Regions from separate parts of the Sus scrofa genome. Here region 1 is linked to region 2. A link is a contact called in public Hi-C data. All regions are on one chromosome and are shown on one strand. Each heading gives the region's core, a stretch centred on a gene start, on an enhancer-like site or on the middle of the called end of the contact. The rest is flanking DNA. Distances are from core to core; before and after follow the strand shown.

What was found. Hi-C and Micro-C count contacts between places; a contact is called where the count stands out from the background.
Region 1: a contact with region 2 is called in a Hi-C map of omental adipose tissue, with 1.7 times the contacts expected there. The contact joins the enhancer-like site here to the promoter of AGAP1 in region 2. A contact is called at or near these places in 3 of 47 Hi-C or Micro-C datasets (embryonic fibroblasts, liver and omental adipose tissue) and 1 of 2 datasets of contacts at active chromatin or transcription factors (skeletal muscle).

The regions. Positions count from the first base shown.
Region 1 is chr15:135,653,999-135,660,147 of Sscrofa11.1, forward strand. AGAP1 (arf-GAP with GTPase, ANK repeat and PH domain-containing protein 1) reads left to right here. Exons shown (of 20, transcript XM_021075538.1): 6 at 4,295-4,436. Among named protein-coding and RNA genes, the nearest start is that of AGAP1, 210 kb to the left of the region's middle. Within about 2 kb of position 4,438, at least 16 of the 83 cell types and tissues checked have an H3K27ac peak or open chromatin away from gene starts, as enhancers often do. A contact at or near this core is called in omental adipose tissue, where this site is marked.
Region 2 is chr15:135,440,936-135,447,877 of Sscrofa11.1, forward strand. AGAP1 (arf-GAP with GTPase, ANK repeat and PH domain-containing protein 1) reads left to right here and starts at 1,505. Exons shown (of 20, transcript XM_021075538.1): 1 at 1,505-1,733. The coding sequence starts at 1,571.

The DNA.
Region 1 (6,149 bases), core at 3,188-5,687, 220 kb after region 2:
TTTTTAAGAAGGAAGGAAAAGCAGAATCTGCCCTGATTTGTCAACTCAGTTGAATTGACATCTGGAAGTTTCGGTAGTTCCCCCCCCCTCCCCTTTTCCTGTACGTGTTTCATCTCCTGAGGACTGTGGCTGTTTAGAAACTTGGATGGAATTTGGAAGTCTGACCACCGTCCGCGGCTGCCCACTGGGCTTCTTGGGCCAAGTCTTTCTCCACCAAAACCCAGGATGCAGCATAGCATGATTTGGGTGGCATTTCTTTGAAAGTTCCTTGAAAAATGAGTGTCGTGGAGGAACAGACAGCATGAGTGTGGAAAATGTCTTTCTTTGGTTTTCTTGGTCTCCAGTGTATTATTTTACTTATGTGACAATTTCCTAGCAAAACACTTTAAAGAAACCAAGGGCTAGTCATGGTCAAGACCCATTCAGAGGAATTTAATGTTACAAGTTTGCCGTGGCGTTCTTTCTTGAACTTGTCTCTTGGTGAAGGTGCAACATGGGATTATCTATTTAGTGAAAGATGCTGCCTGTGGGTGTGGTTAACGTCCCAGAGCTGTGTGCGCTGTAGCGTGTCTCTACCCTACGGGGCAAAAGAAAGATGTTTGGATTTACTGTGTTCCAGGGAGTCTTAAGTGCCACTGACTACAAGCTATGCCAGTATTTAAAAGAAAAATCCTGCCCAGCTATGAAACAGAGCAATCCATAAAGTGTTTTGATTACGGAGATGTCCACGTGGGAGAGATTGGTTTTAGCCTTGCCTAAACAGGGTGCGTGGTAACACTGTCAAAGAAGCAAAAAATAGGTGACGAAGCCGTGTCAGCTCACGTGGAGTGCATTTCCTAATCTGTTGCTACATAAGCAAGCAGGACAAGCTGTGACATCTGACACGGTGCCAGAAGGTTCCTGATGGTGGCAAAAGCTAAATGATTCTTTCTCGGTGGTCCTTGCCCCTGGGCCGTCTGTCCTGCTCATCACGAGGCTTCCTCAGAGGCAGCTGGAAGTAGAAGAAGGAAGCGGGGAAAACGTGGGTGTCACCTAGGGTGACTTTCTGGTTTTCTCGGTCCTGCGTGTTTGGAGTGACCGGGCCAACCTCACCCGGAAGAGCACGCCTTGGCTCCGACGTCAAGAATCGAACAGGAAGGTTGAGAGACATATAGAAGCACATGTCAGGGCTGGTGTGCTGGCTGCAGGAGCCCTTGTCTGGGGACCCTGTCCAGGGACAGACACAGGTGAATGGAGAGGTGCAAAGACACGGTGTTTCCACGGAACCCAGCAGTGGGCAGGCAGCGAGCAGGCTGCCTGGGCTGGGGTTTAGCTGTGATGAGAGCAGTCTCTAAAGGAGCCCAGATCCGCGCTGGAGGGGGTGCCCCAGCCGGAGGAATTAGGGGCTCAGGCACTGCCTCCCTCCAAAGATGTCATGAGCCATGATTGCAATGAGGGCTGGTTTCTTCCTTGCATCTTTCCTTCCTGGCTTGCTTTTTAGGGCCACACCTGAGGTATATGGAGGATCCCAGGCTAGGGGTCCAGTGGAAGCTGTAGCTGCCAGCCTACACCACAGAACAGCAACGCCAGATCCGAGCTGCATCTGCGACCTACATTGCAGCTCACGGCAACACTGGATCCTTAACCCACTGAGCGAGACCAGGGATCGAACCCGCAACCTCCTGGTTACTAGTTAGATTTGTTTCCACTGCACCACGGCGGGAACGCCGAGGGCTGGTTTCGTAATGAAAATATGTTTTTGGGGTGGAGGTTGCTTTTACTCTTGTTATAAACCCACGGTCCAGGGTTTCCCGCATCTCCACACGGGGACGTTCAAAATCCCAGGGTTTTTTCACCGGTAATATTTTCCTTCGGAGAAACTGGTGTTTTCACCGGTAATCATTGCCCTGCTGTCGTTGGTAAACGTCTTTTACGAAACTTCAGATGCTTAGGACATGTGACGTCATTTCATACCATAACATTCTCCTCCCGTGTGGTCACTCCAGTTCATTAAAAGATTGCTTTTAGGAAAACAAATTTAAGGCCTGGGATGTGACCAGCAGGGGGGCTTCTTGTGTGTTTGTCCCTATGCCTGCAAAGCACACACGGAGTGAGCTGAATCCGTAAGCCTGGCCCCCGTTGGTCAGCTCCTTTAACCCACGGCCCGGGGGACGGTGCTCTGAGACGTCCCAGCTTCTCCGAGGAGGCCAAGATCGCGACGGCAGGGCGTAGACAGAGGAGGTGGGCCCACCACCAGGGGTGGGGCCAGGGCCCCAGGAGGTCTCTGTCTCGCCCTGGTCATGAGTTTCTAGCACATACTTCCTGCAGAAGCGTCGTGAGCCTAGAAGCTTCCCTTGTTAAAAGATTTCTCCTTTGGGGAGCTATCAAGAGGGAGCCTTTCAAAACCAGGCAGAGCGAACTTGAACATTCAAGAAGAGCTATTTGCAGAGTTCCCATCGTGGTGCAGCGGAAAGGAATCCAACCAGGAACCATGAGGTTGCAGGTTCGATCCCTTGCCTCTCTCTCTCAGTGGGTTAAGGATCTGGTGTTGCTGTGGCTGTGGTGTAGGCCGGCAGCTACAGCTCCAATTCGACCCCTAGTCTGGGAACCTCCATATGCTGCGGGTGCGGCCCTAACAAGCAAAAAAAAAAAAAAAAAAAAAAAAAGAACTAATTGCAACTCACCATCCCTTGGCCCCTGTACGTGTGATCTGTTTCCATTATCACGGATCATATCCTACGGTCTCCAAGGGTAACGGGCAGCTTTGTGAAGGATGCTGCAGGGCTTTGAGGCCACGAGCGTTGTATTAGGGGGATGTACAAACTTTGCCAGGATTTTTGGGTCTTTTTTGGTAGCTGGTAGAGAAGCCTCTGGGGTGCAGGGTGGGGGTTTACGGAGTGTCCACATTCTTGGTAAGGGAGCTGGTCTGCATTTCTTCCTAGAGAAGAGGGGGAGCGGCCGTGCCAGCCTGGGTCCTGCACCTGGAGAGGGCTCAGCCATCCCAGGGTTACTGTTCTTGGGGCGGGGGGGGGGCTCTTTCTTATTTAATTGCATGCTTATCATCTGAACTTGAGGTTTTTTTATGTTTGTTACGTGATGTTTCCACACGTTAGCTGAATATGCTTTTCTTTCATCTGTGGACGTCAGAGCTTAACCCACCAACCGTTTCCCCCAGTCTTATCAGAGCTGAAGCCTTGGCCGTCAACACGTATGTGGCGCTGCAGCTTCTTTTAGAGAAAGCATGCGGGATTTTTTTATTTTTTCCATTTTCCCTTGGGTCTTTCATCGACGGGAAGGGGCCCAGACTGTTCCTTGGCGCCGCCTGTGTGACTCTGGGAAGCTCCCGAGCTTCCAGGCCCCTCCGTTCCCGTGGCTCCAGCTTCACAGGTGGTTACCGAGATAAGGGGGCCTGAGGGTATGGTTATTTGCCAGAAAGAGGCTCTCGTGGAAGTGCAGCTGGATGCAGGTGAAACAAGAACAAAATGACGAGAGGCAGGCCTTTCAGTCCCCCCCCCCGCCCCCCGAATGGTGCTCCTCTTGTGCAGCGGCTCTGTGAGCGGCTCTGGCAATAAGTAATAATTTCCTGCAAGGCTGCCATAAGAAATGGGTGGCAGCTGGAGTTCCCATTGTGGCTCAGTGGATTTAGAACCTGACATAGCGTCCGTGAGGATGTGGGTTCGATCCCTGGCCTCGCTTGTGGGTTTAAGATGCGGTGTTGCTTGCAAACTGTTGCCTAGGTTGCAGATGCAGCTCAGGTCTGGCGTGGCTGTGGCTGTGGCTGGGATGTAGGCCCCAGGTGCACCTGCAGGTGTGGCCCTAAACAGAACGACAAGACACGGGCGGCAGGCGGTCTTTACCACAAAGGCCTCCTGTGTGGACGGAGGAGTCGCCCTGGAGGTGGAGGGTTTCTGAGCGGTGGGCGCCCAGAGGCCGGGCCGCATCTCAGGGTCTGGCGAGGCCTCCTGGGCCGGGGGCTCTGTGGGGGACTGAGTGGGAGACAGGGAGCCATAGGGTCCCCCCCGTGCCCGTGTCCAGATCGGCTTGGGCGCGAGCGGGGTTTGCTTTCCGAGTCAGGATAGCGGGTGGACATTCCGTGGGGCGGAGTGTCTGGTTCTCCTCTGGGGACGGCGTGGCCTGGGCGGGAAGGGGCCGAGGGCCCCGTTCCAGGCAGCATGTGACAGCGGAAGCTGGGCGTCAGACGTGGCCCGGCCAAAGGCGGCACTGCCAGCCTTACATCCTGTGCTCACCAAGGGGACCCGAGGCTGCCCCTGCCCCTCTGTGTGCCCCCCTCTCACCCGCCTCCTTTTCTCCCCAGTTTGCCATGTGGGTGGACGCTGTCATATTTGTCTTCAGCTTGGAGGACGAGATAAGCTTCCAGACCGTCTACCACTACTACAGCCGGATGGCCAACTACCGCAGCACGAGCGAGATCCCTCTGGTCCTCGTGGGGACCCAGGGTGAGTGGTGGCCGCTCACGGGGCGGGGGTGTCCTCCAGGGGCTCCGCGCTTGAGCAGTAAGTGGACGCATGGCCCGTGCTTTCAGAGGGGAGGGGTTTGGAAACGGCCTAAAGAGGAAATGAGTTCCTGCTGGAGGCTCCCTTTTTACGGGGAGCCTCCCGGCAACTGAAATTGTCACATGGCCTGATTTGATGCTCTCAAGAAATCACTTAGCAACTTCAAAACAGAACACGTGCCCCCACAACCCCTCAGCACGTTAGGAAAAAAGACAGTCTGACTTCTGTATTAGGCTACCCGAATCTCTCTGTTATAACCCCGTTTATAAGCAACCTCAGAGGTTGCCTTTGCCCTGTTCAGATATTATTGATTTCTGATATATTGCAGAATTTCCTTTTCTTCTGCTCTATTTCTCCATGTCTTATGCTCTAGATCTTATTTTGAATCTTGCCGGTCCCTCAGAGAGCATGGACTCTTAACCACGTGGGGATGTTTTGTGGGTTTTTTCTAGGTCATTTAAAACCTGGCCTCTTGGTAAAGTGACCTCACTTACAGGACCCTGGTTCTTGATCCTGGATTCGTTCACTGCTGTACTGGCGTCTGCCGTTGGGAGCTTAACCACGGGATCACACAGAGTGTTTTTAAAAAAGCCCATGAAGGCTAACTTGAAAACGGCTTTGTCAGAGAGATGAGGAACTGAAAAAATAATCACGTCCAGAAGCACTGGATTATCCCTTCATTTGTGGGGGAGGGGGTTGTTCAGCTTCTATTTTTGGTTAATTCCTTTAGAAGTAGCACATCTGCTCTGTCCTTGTCTGCCCCGAGGTATTAGCTGTCTTGAACAGGCAGGAACAGTTAGCTGTGTGGTGGCACCAGGTCTGATGGCGCTGAGAGCTGGCTGGTCCCCTGCCCTGCCAGGAATCTGCACAGATAAAAGGCGTCATGGGGCGGGTGTGGGTTTGGGGAGAAAAAGCAACTATGGAATAAAGACACCTGCTCAGTGCTGGCGGTGGACTGTTAGAGCTGGGTTTTCATGGAGAGCACCTCACTGCCCCACCCCACCCCACCCCCCTTTTTTTTTTTAGCATTTATATCATGGCTGGTGGTCTCAGGACGGAACCCTTCAGAGCAGAGGTGGATTTAGTCGAAAATGGATAGACTTTTTTTTAGGCCCAAAGCGCCCTCTTGTGGTCACAGGGAAACACAAGCTTGCCTGTGCAAAGCCCTCAGTTCCTGCTCTGCTGTGCAGAATTGGCGTGTTTGAGTTGGCCTCCGGAATATTCTTAATAATCAATATTTTATAGGGGGCAGCTGGTCTAACGCAGATCTTCCTTAAAGCTGCCTTGAAACCGAGGCCGTCGGTTTCCTGTAAGTGGCTCTCCCTGTAGGCCTGCCCAGGGCATTTCTGCGCAAGAGCAGAGTCTGTGTGGGCAGCTCCTTATCAGGTCAGGGCGTTTGTGTTCAGGGCTCTTTCTGCTGGAGACGCACCTGGATAAAGAGCAGGTGTGTTTTCAGTGTGGGCTGGAGCAGGTGGATGCCTTGTTGCCTTCCTCACAAAGCCGTGTTTAGGGCAGCAGGCAGTGGCGGGTTTGAGGCCCCTGCTTTGAGGTCCTGCAGAGCCGCTTCTCGGCCTCCAGGCTGTGTCGTCAGGTGCCAGGCCTCGCAGGGAGGAGGTGCCGTAAGGCCGTGGGAGCAGCCGCGGGCACCCGATTGTC
Region 2 (6,942 bases), core at 255-2,754:
TGCGGGGGCAGGGGGCGCGGACCAAGTGCTTCCAAAAAACCGCTTGGAAAGGTCAGGGCAGGGACTAGGCCCGGGCTCATAAACTTGGCCCCAGTGCTCAGCACGTCTGCAACAGTCCCGTTTGCCTGGAACCTTCTTGCTGTGCGGTCCAGCTCCGCAGGATTCCCGGGCTGAGCTTACAGGGGATTGGGGTGGGGGTGAGCAGGCTGGGGACCCACGCAGATCAGGCTGCAGCTTGAGACCCATACCTCCAATTTATTTATTTTTATTTTTTTATTTTAAAGGGAGAGGATGCCTAAGGGAGCTTCCGTGGTATTTCGCTGCACGTCGCGTCCCCGTCTAAACTTCACTCGAGGAGTGTGAACACCCACGCCGCCACGGCTAAGGCGGCTCTTCGCCTTCGGGAAGAAATTTAGTTTATTAAGAGGAAGCACGCGTGTGACTTTCGCAAAAGGAGATACAAAGTTTAAAAATGGGGGGCGGGGTGGGGAGCGAACAAAGTGCGGCCGGGGGACAAGGCGAGTCGCAAATGCTCCCGCAGCCGGCCGCTTAGAAGCAAAAACGCGGGCGGGTTGGCGCACCGCCTCCCGGGGACAGCAGCAGGACAGCGCCGGGACCAGCGGAGCGCCAGGACCGGGAGCCGGGCGCGTCACGGTTCCGCGGGTGGGAGAGCCCCGCTCCTCGGCCCCCGGGCCCCAACTCCGCGCCTGCCCCGAGCGGCGAGCGCGCCCCTCCCCGCGGTCCCGGCGGAGCGCCGACGCGGCGCGCCGCGGACTACAAGTCCCAGGAAGCCCAGAGGCAGGCGCGGGGCGGAGCCTGGCGCAATTCCCCGGGATCCGGCGCGCTGGGAAGCGCCGCGGAGGACGCAGCAGCGGCGGCGGGCGGCGAGCGAGCGCGCGGGCGGGCGGGGCGCTGGCGGAGGCGGGGCCGACGTGGGTTTGAGCCCTGCGTGCCAGGGAGGGGGCTGGCCGGGCAGGCGGCGGGCGGCGCTCGGCGAGGGCTCCGCGGCTTGCACGGCGCCTGCGGCTCGGTCCCGGCTCGGCGGACGGCGCACGGCGGGCTCCGCGCGGGGGCCCCGGCGCGCCGGGCGGCGCAGCACGCAGCGCGCGGACCCACGCGGCGGCCGGGCATCCCGAGCGGCGCGGCCACTGCCCGGGGGCCGGCCCTCGGCCCCAGCGCTCGGAGCGCGGCGGCTGCCTGGGCTTTAATGGCTGCTCGGCGGGGCAGCGCCTAGGGGTGGAAGGCGGCTGCGGCTCAGGAAGGAGCCCGAGCGAGCCTCCTCCGGGGCCGGCCGCGCCCGCCGCGGCGCGCTCCATGGGGGCCCGCTGACCCGGGGCGCCGGGGCCCGCTCGCTCGCTGGCCGCGCGTCCCGGCCATGAACTGAGTCGGCGGGCCGGCCCCGCGCCTGCTCCGCCCGCTCCTTTCTTCTCGCGCCTCCTCCGCCCGCCGCCGGCGGCGGGCCCGGCTCCCCGGGGGCTGCGGCGCCCCAGGCTCGGCGGCCCGCGGGCCCCGGGGCGCGGGACGGCGGCGGCGGCGGGGGGCGCGCGGCTCCGGGCGCGGCGCCTGCACCATGAACTACCAGCAGCAGCTGGCCAACTCGGCTGCCATCCGGGCCGAGATCCAGCGCTTCGAGTCGGTCCACCCCAACATCTACTCCATCTACGAGCTGCTGGAGCGCGTGGAGGAGCCGGTGTTGCAGAACCAGATCCGGGAGCACGTCATCGCCATCGAAGGTGAGGGCCGAGCCGCCGCTGCGGGGCTCCTGGAGAGCGCGGGGGAGCGGGCGCCCCCGGCGCGGCGGGGCGCGCGCGCGTGTGCGTGCGTGTGTACACACGCGCCGGGCCTTGGCACACGGCTGCCCGGCCGAGCGAGCACTGCGGTGCTTCTCACCCTGCAAGGCCGGGCGAGAGCCGAGGGGGAGGCCGAGGGCCGGGCGAGCGCGCCGCCAGCCTTGCCAGGGAAGATGGATCGCGGCGCTAATGCGATAATGGGCAGTAGAGTCTCCAGTGAGAAAGTGGCTCCGTGCGGTCGCGTCCTGGGCCACCCGAGTGATCTGGTCCAGTCGAGGCCTGGGGCCAGCCGGAGGGGTCGGCGCCACTGGTCTGTGACAGGTTACCAGGCGGGGAGCTGAGCGTCTTGCTGGACGTTGAAGAGGTCTTTTTGAGAAGAGCTGCTGCTGGGGGGCGTGGGGTGGGCAGGCTCTTCCTTTGGTGGATTTGCCTTTTTCGGGGACACAGTGGAGGCTGCTGAACTTAGCCCAAGCTGCAGACAGCATCGTATCCCCGTGGGGGTCCACCTGCCGCTGTGCAGAGAGAGGCTGGCTTCCTCTACAGAGTGTTTTCTCCCAGAAGTCCTGGGCCAATTTAGAAGACCCCTCTCTCTGGGTTTCACTTTCACACACCTGCCCTGGGAGGCCACCCACCCACCCTTCCTGCAAGTCTGGCAAGGCTGTGACCCTCAGGAGAGGTGGAGCCTGGGTCTGCCTCTCCTGGGCTCCTGTTCTCTCTGGCGTCACCATGGTTATTTCTCAGCTCCTCCGCTTCCAGATTGTCTCATTGTCGTTGGCCAGTGGCGGTAAAAGGTTTGACGGCTGGGTTATCCGTAACCTAGAAATGGCCTAACCAAAAGCCGCAGTTGAGGAACACTGAGAAGGTTCCAGGCCTGGCAGAAGTGTGTCTGAAGCCCAGCCGCAGGCAGCTTCGCCCCGCTCCCCCCCTGTCTGCAAGCCACAGGGCAGGGGCCGCGGGAAAGCTTCGCTTTGGCACCGTGCAGTCTGAACTGCTAACCCCAGAGCAGTTGGTTTGACGCTTGGCCGGTTCGACTGAGAAGGTGGATTTGGTGGTGCTGATCCTCTTGGCATTTGGCAGCCCCCATGGACTTGAACGGTGTCCCAGCCAGGTTGCTGATTGGCCGAGTGCACTCATAGGGGGTCAGCTGATTCCTGGGGAGGATCTGAATGGTGCTCCAGCCTTCTGTGGGCCTGGCGCTCAGAGCACCTGGCCTCCCTGTTGGCAATTTAAGATGCTTCCAGATTCCTCGAGAGGCAGAGGCTCTGGTGTGTCCCTGGCAAAACTGTGGGAGGCATGGGACCCGCACAGGCTGCCGATGGCCCGGTGAGCTTGCAGAGATGTCCCTCCGCTGCCCATTCTGGCTCTGTGCCCGTTCAGGTCAAGGGCCACCGTGCCTGTTTCAGCCGCCTGCCCGCAGCTCTCTGGCAGCATCCACAGGAGTCTGATGAAACACTTTGAAAGCTGGTGCCAAGGACTGAACGCACCTGGCTGAGAGCACCTTGTCACCGTGCAGAGACCTCTAGCTGAGTGTGATTCGTGCTGCCTCGTTTTCGTTTCCCATCCTTGAAGCCCAACTCTGGAGTCTCGAGGACTTCCTGCGAAGCAGTTTGACTTTCCAGCAAGGGAATGTGATTTCGTTTTTCTTTCCTTTTCCTTCTTCTCGAACCCCTCTCCCCCTCCCCCAACATCCTGTGGCTCCCAGGTGATGGTTTCTGGTAGCTCCATGTCACCTGTACGACGTGAGATCTTAGGCCCCTTCTTGGCTGGAGTCCTTATCATTTTTATTAAGACTCCAAAGCAGTGAGCAGCGAATCCTGCTTGGGGCTGTGACGATGCTGTCATTTTTCTGTTAGTGAAAGGCACGCTTGTGTTGTGTCAGGGTTATTGCTAATGTCATGAGGCTTAAGAACCATTCGAAGATGCTTCTGTTCTTGGCATTATTATCCACGGCGATACCACCTTTCGTTTGTATAGAACTTCAGCAGGAATGCTCTGGCATTCATAAGCTCATTGTGTGGCTGTGCCAACCCTGTGGGAGCCTGGGGACCAGTTTCATTTTATACACAGCGGAGCTTTAGGGAAGGACAATGACCTCTTGAGCATTTCCCTGAGGTCAAAGTTGTGCCTGAACCAGAGGCTCCTCTGAGCCCAGGTCTGCAGCCCTGCAAGGCACCTTACGCTGCCACTCTGAAAGAATGGATAAGTTCATTGGTTGCAATGAAATGTTCTCCCCCTCTGCGCCAGCCTTTAGATGTGGTTGTGATTTATAGCTACACCATTGATGTTTTGGAAATTGGGAGGATTGCTCCGTTGCGGCAGGATGACATTTTTCCGATGAGAGCGCTGCAGAAACGGTTCTGTGCAGTCGTGTAGGATATGGGCTATTCGTACATCCCTGATCTGAGAGCATCGCCGTGGGGTACAGAGACGGCGGACGCGTTTGTAAGAGCTCTGGGCTGTGGCCGAATGTGCTCCCACAGCTTCACAGTAACTCTGAGAAACACTTTCGTGTCTGGCCCAGGCTGGCTGGGGACCTGGCAGGTCAGGAGGGGGCCGTGGCCAACGTAAACCTTCCTGAATTTTAAAATATGACCGTTTCGCATCAGGACACTGTGTGGACATCATGGCAGACAGTGTAAAAATGGCTTGGCCCAACACACAGGGGACATGGTCAGCATGGTAGCGGCTCTCCAGCCGCTTTCTTTTTCCTGCCTCTGTGTGGACGTACACAACGCCCGAGTCACACTGCACCAAGCCGCCTGATGGGTGTGAGGGGCGCACTCTCCAGTGCTTCGCAGAACTTTTGAAGCTGGGGTGGTTCCTGTTGGCAAAGCATTCCGGCGTCTGACTGTGCCGTGACGGACTCGAAATGGCCTTGTTTTCTGGCGTTTTTAGCCTGGGCGGCCGCGGGCGCAGGGCAGGGTGGGCTTGTCCGCCGGAAGGTGTTTTGGCGCATATGCTCCTTGCACAGGGAGTCTGGGGCGGCCTGGGCTGGAAAATCTTTTCACGCCGGACCCAGTCGGGTGTCTCTTAGTTGGAAGCGCTCACCAGCATTCCCAGATGTGACGGGGTCCGTTGACCCTGGTTGGAGGGTTGGGCAAATGGGATTTAGTTCTCAGCCTTGTCTGAAAGCATTGCCTTGCCGTGAAAAAGAGCGTCTTTGCAAATCTTGACTTTGGACGTTGAGATGGACTCTTGCCCTCCCGTTCGAAGGAAGCTCTGCCCGTTGTTTTCAGCTTTCCTTGGTCAGCTTTCTGGGGCGTTCCCCCGGGATGCGGCCTCTGTGAGATGTGCCCGGGAGGGAGCCAGGGACCCGCCTGCCTCCGGGATGAGCGTTTTGTGCAGAGTCTGTCCTCCGGGGCTCCTTTAAAAAGCCCATCTGGGGCTGATGGGCTTGAGGTAAATGAGTCAGCTGCCTTTCTTGTTAAATAAAGCTTATTCTTCTTGTACGGATGAGGCCTCTATTAACTGCACGCCATAATTCAGCTTGCCAGCAGCAGGACGGTGATGCCAACGATAAGCCAGCCAGCTCCTTCAGCCGGGCCGAGGAGAAGCCCCGAACCAGCTTCCCTCTGCCTCCACCTTCACCAGGCAGTAGCCTGGGGGGGACCAAGTGGTTTGCGTGGCTTCCTCTGTGTGGCTCGGAGAGGTCAGGATGGCCCGGTCCTGGGCTGGAGAGCTTCCCCAGGGCCATGCCAAGGCTGAGCCCTGGCATTTGGGAGCCAGGGAAGGTGGGGCAGGGAGCCCCCTCCATCCTGTGCTGCCGCAGCCCTGTTGAGCATCCGTGCACAGCACAGAGCTGAGCGTCATCTCAGCCCATCCTGTGTTGATCCCATGACACAGGTGGCACCTTTGAGGCCCAGGAGGGGTAGGAGACGAGCTGGGCTGGTCACCTTTGGCGCTGGCTCTGTACCTCCCGAGGAAGTGGAAGCGGAGCCCCTGGTTGTTCGCAGTTCCCACGGCCACAGGTCCAGACCATCCCCAGCATGTGTGCCCAGTACCCAAGGGGAGAAGGGGTGCCCGTCGCTGCCCATCCCTGAGGGTCTTAGGATCTCTGTCACGTTGCTTACCTCGGCACAGCTTGTGTAAGAGTCTGTTTCCACAGAGAAGTCTGTGTCCTCTGGTCGTGGCAGGTGTACATGTCTAGGCAGCGATACTTCCTCCTGCCGTGGACGCGCCTAACTGTTCTTGGACACTGTTCACTCTGTTGATGAGGCTCAGTCCCAGGCTGGAGGCCTGGGGCCTGTTGTTTATTGATGTGGCTGTTGTCTCAGTCTCCTCCTTAAGAGTAATTCTCGGTTGGCTGTGTGTGTGTGGCCTCCAGGTTGAATTTCACACCTGAACAGCCTCCAGCCCTTCCCCAGCTGGGCGTTCCTTCGGGGCTGGCAGAGTTGTCTTCCCTGCATCTCCCAGCCCCCGGGGGGCCCGCCTGCTCTTTGCCCCTGGCACCTCTCTGTGCACCACTCCAGCATGAAGACTGAGGGGCTCTTTGAGGACATCAGGTCGGGCTCATGCTCCTCTGTCATCTCGATGATGAGGTGGCCACGTCTGGCCCCCAGAGGTCGCCCAGGAATTGTTTGCTGCGGGGGCGACTAGCCGGTGGGCTCCCATTCTCTGGCGTTGGGGTCCTCTCACTCCTCCTGGGTAGTGGGAATGGTGCTTTTATCCTCTGGCAGAGGTGAGGGCACTTTGAAACTTGCCACAGGGGCACAGGTGTTAGGGCTGGGCGCTTTTGGGTCTGGTGGGTTAGCCTGGGTGGAAACGCAATGCCATGTGGTGTTTGGGTCGGAGTGCGATTTGCTCTCGTGCACCAGGGAAGAGGAGGAAGATCTGTTTGCTGAAACCTGGCAGCTTTTTCAACCCGGCCTTCTGCAAGCGGTGGTGTTTCTTATGTGGGGTGTAAGTGAATTTCAAATGTGGAATCAATACCATTGATAGGGACGCCTGAGTCAGGGTAGGGGGCTGATGTCATGCAGTGTCTTCCTTTCAGAGCTGTGGTTCTGTAAGTCCAGGGAGCCACGAAATCACATGGGGGGGCTTGGGAACACAGCCGGCCGGCCCGCCCCCGGGGTTCCCAGCTCTGTAGGTTTGGAGCACGCCTGAGGTTGAGCTTAGGACAGGTTTCCAGAGGATGCTGATGTCGCGGGTCCGG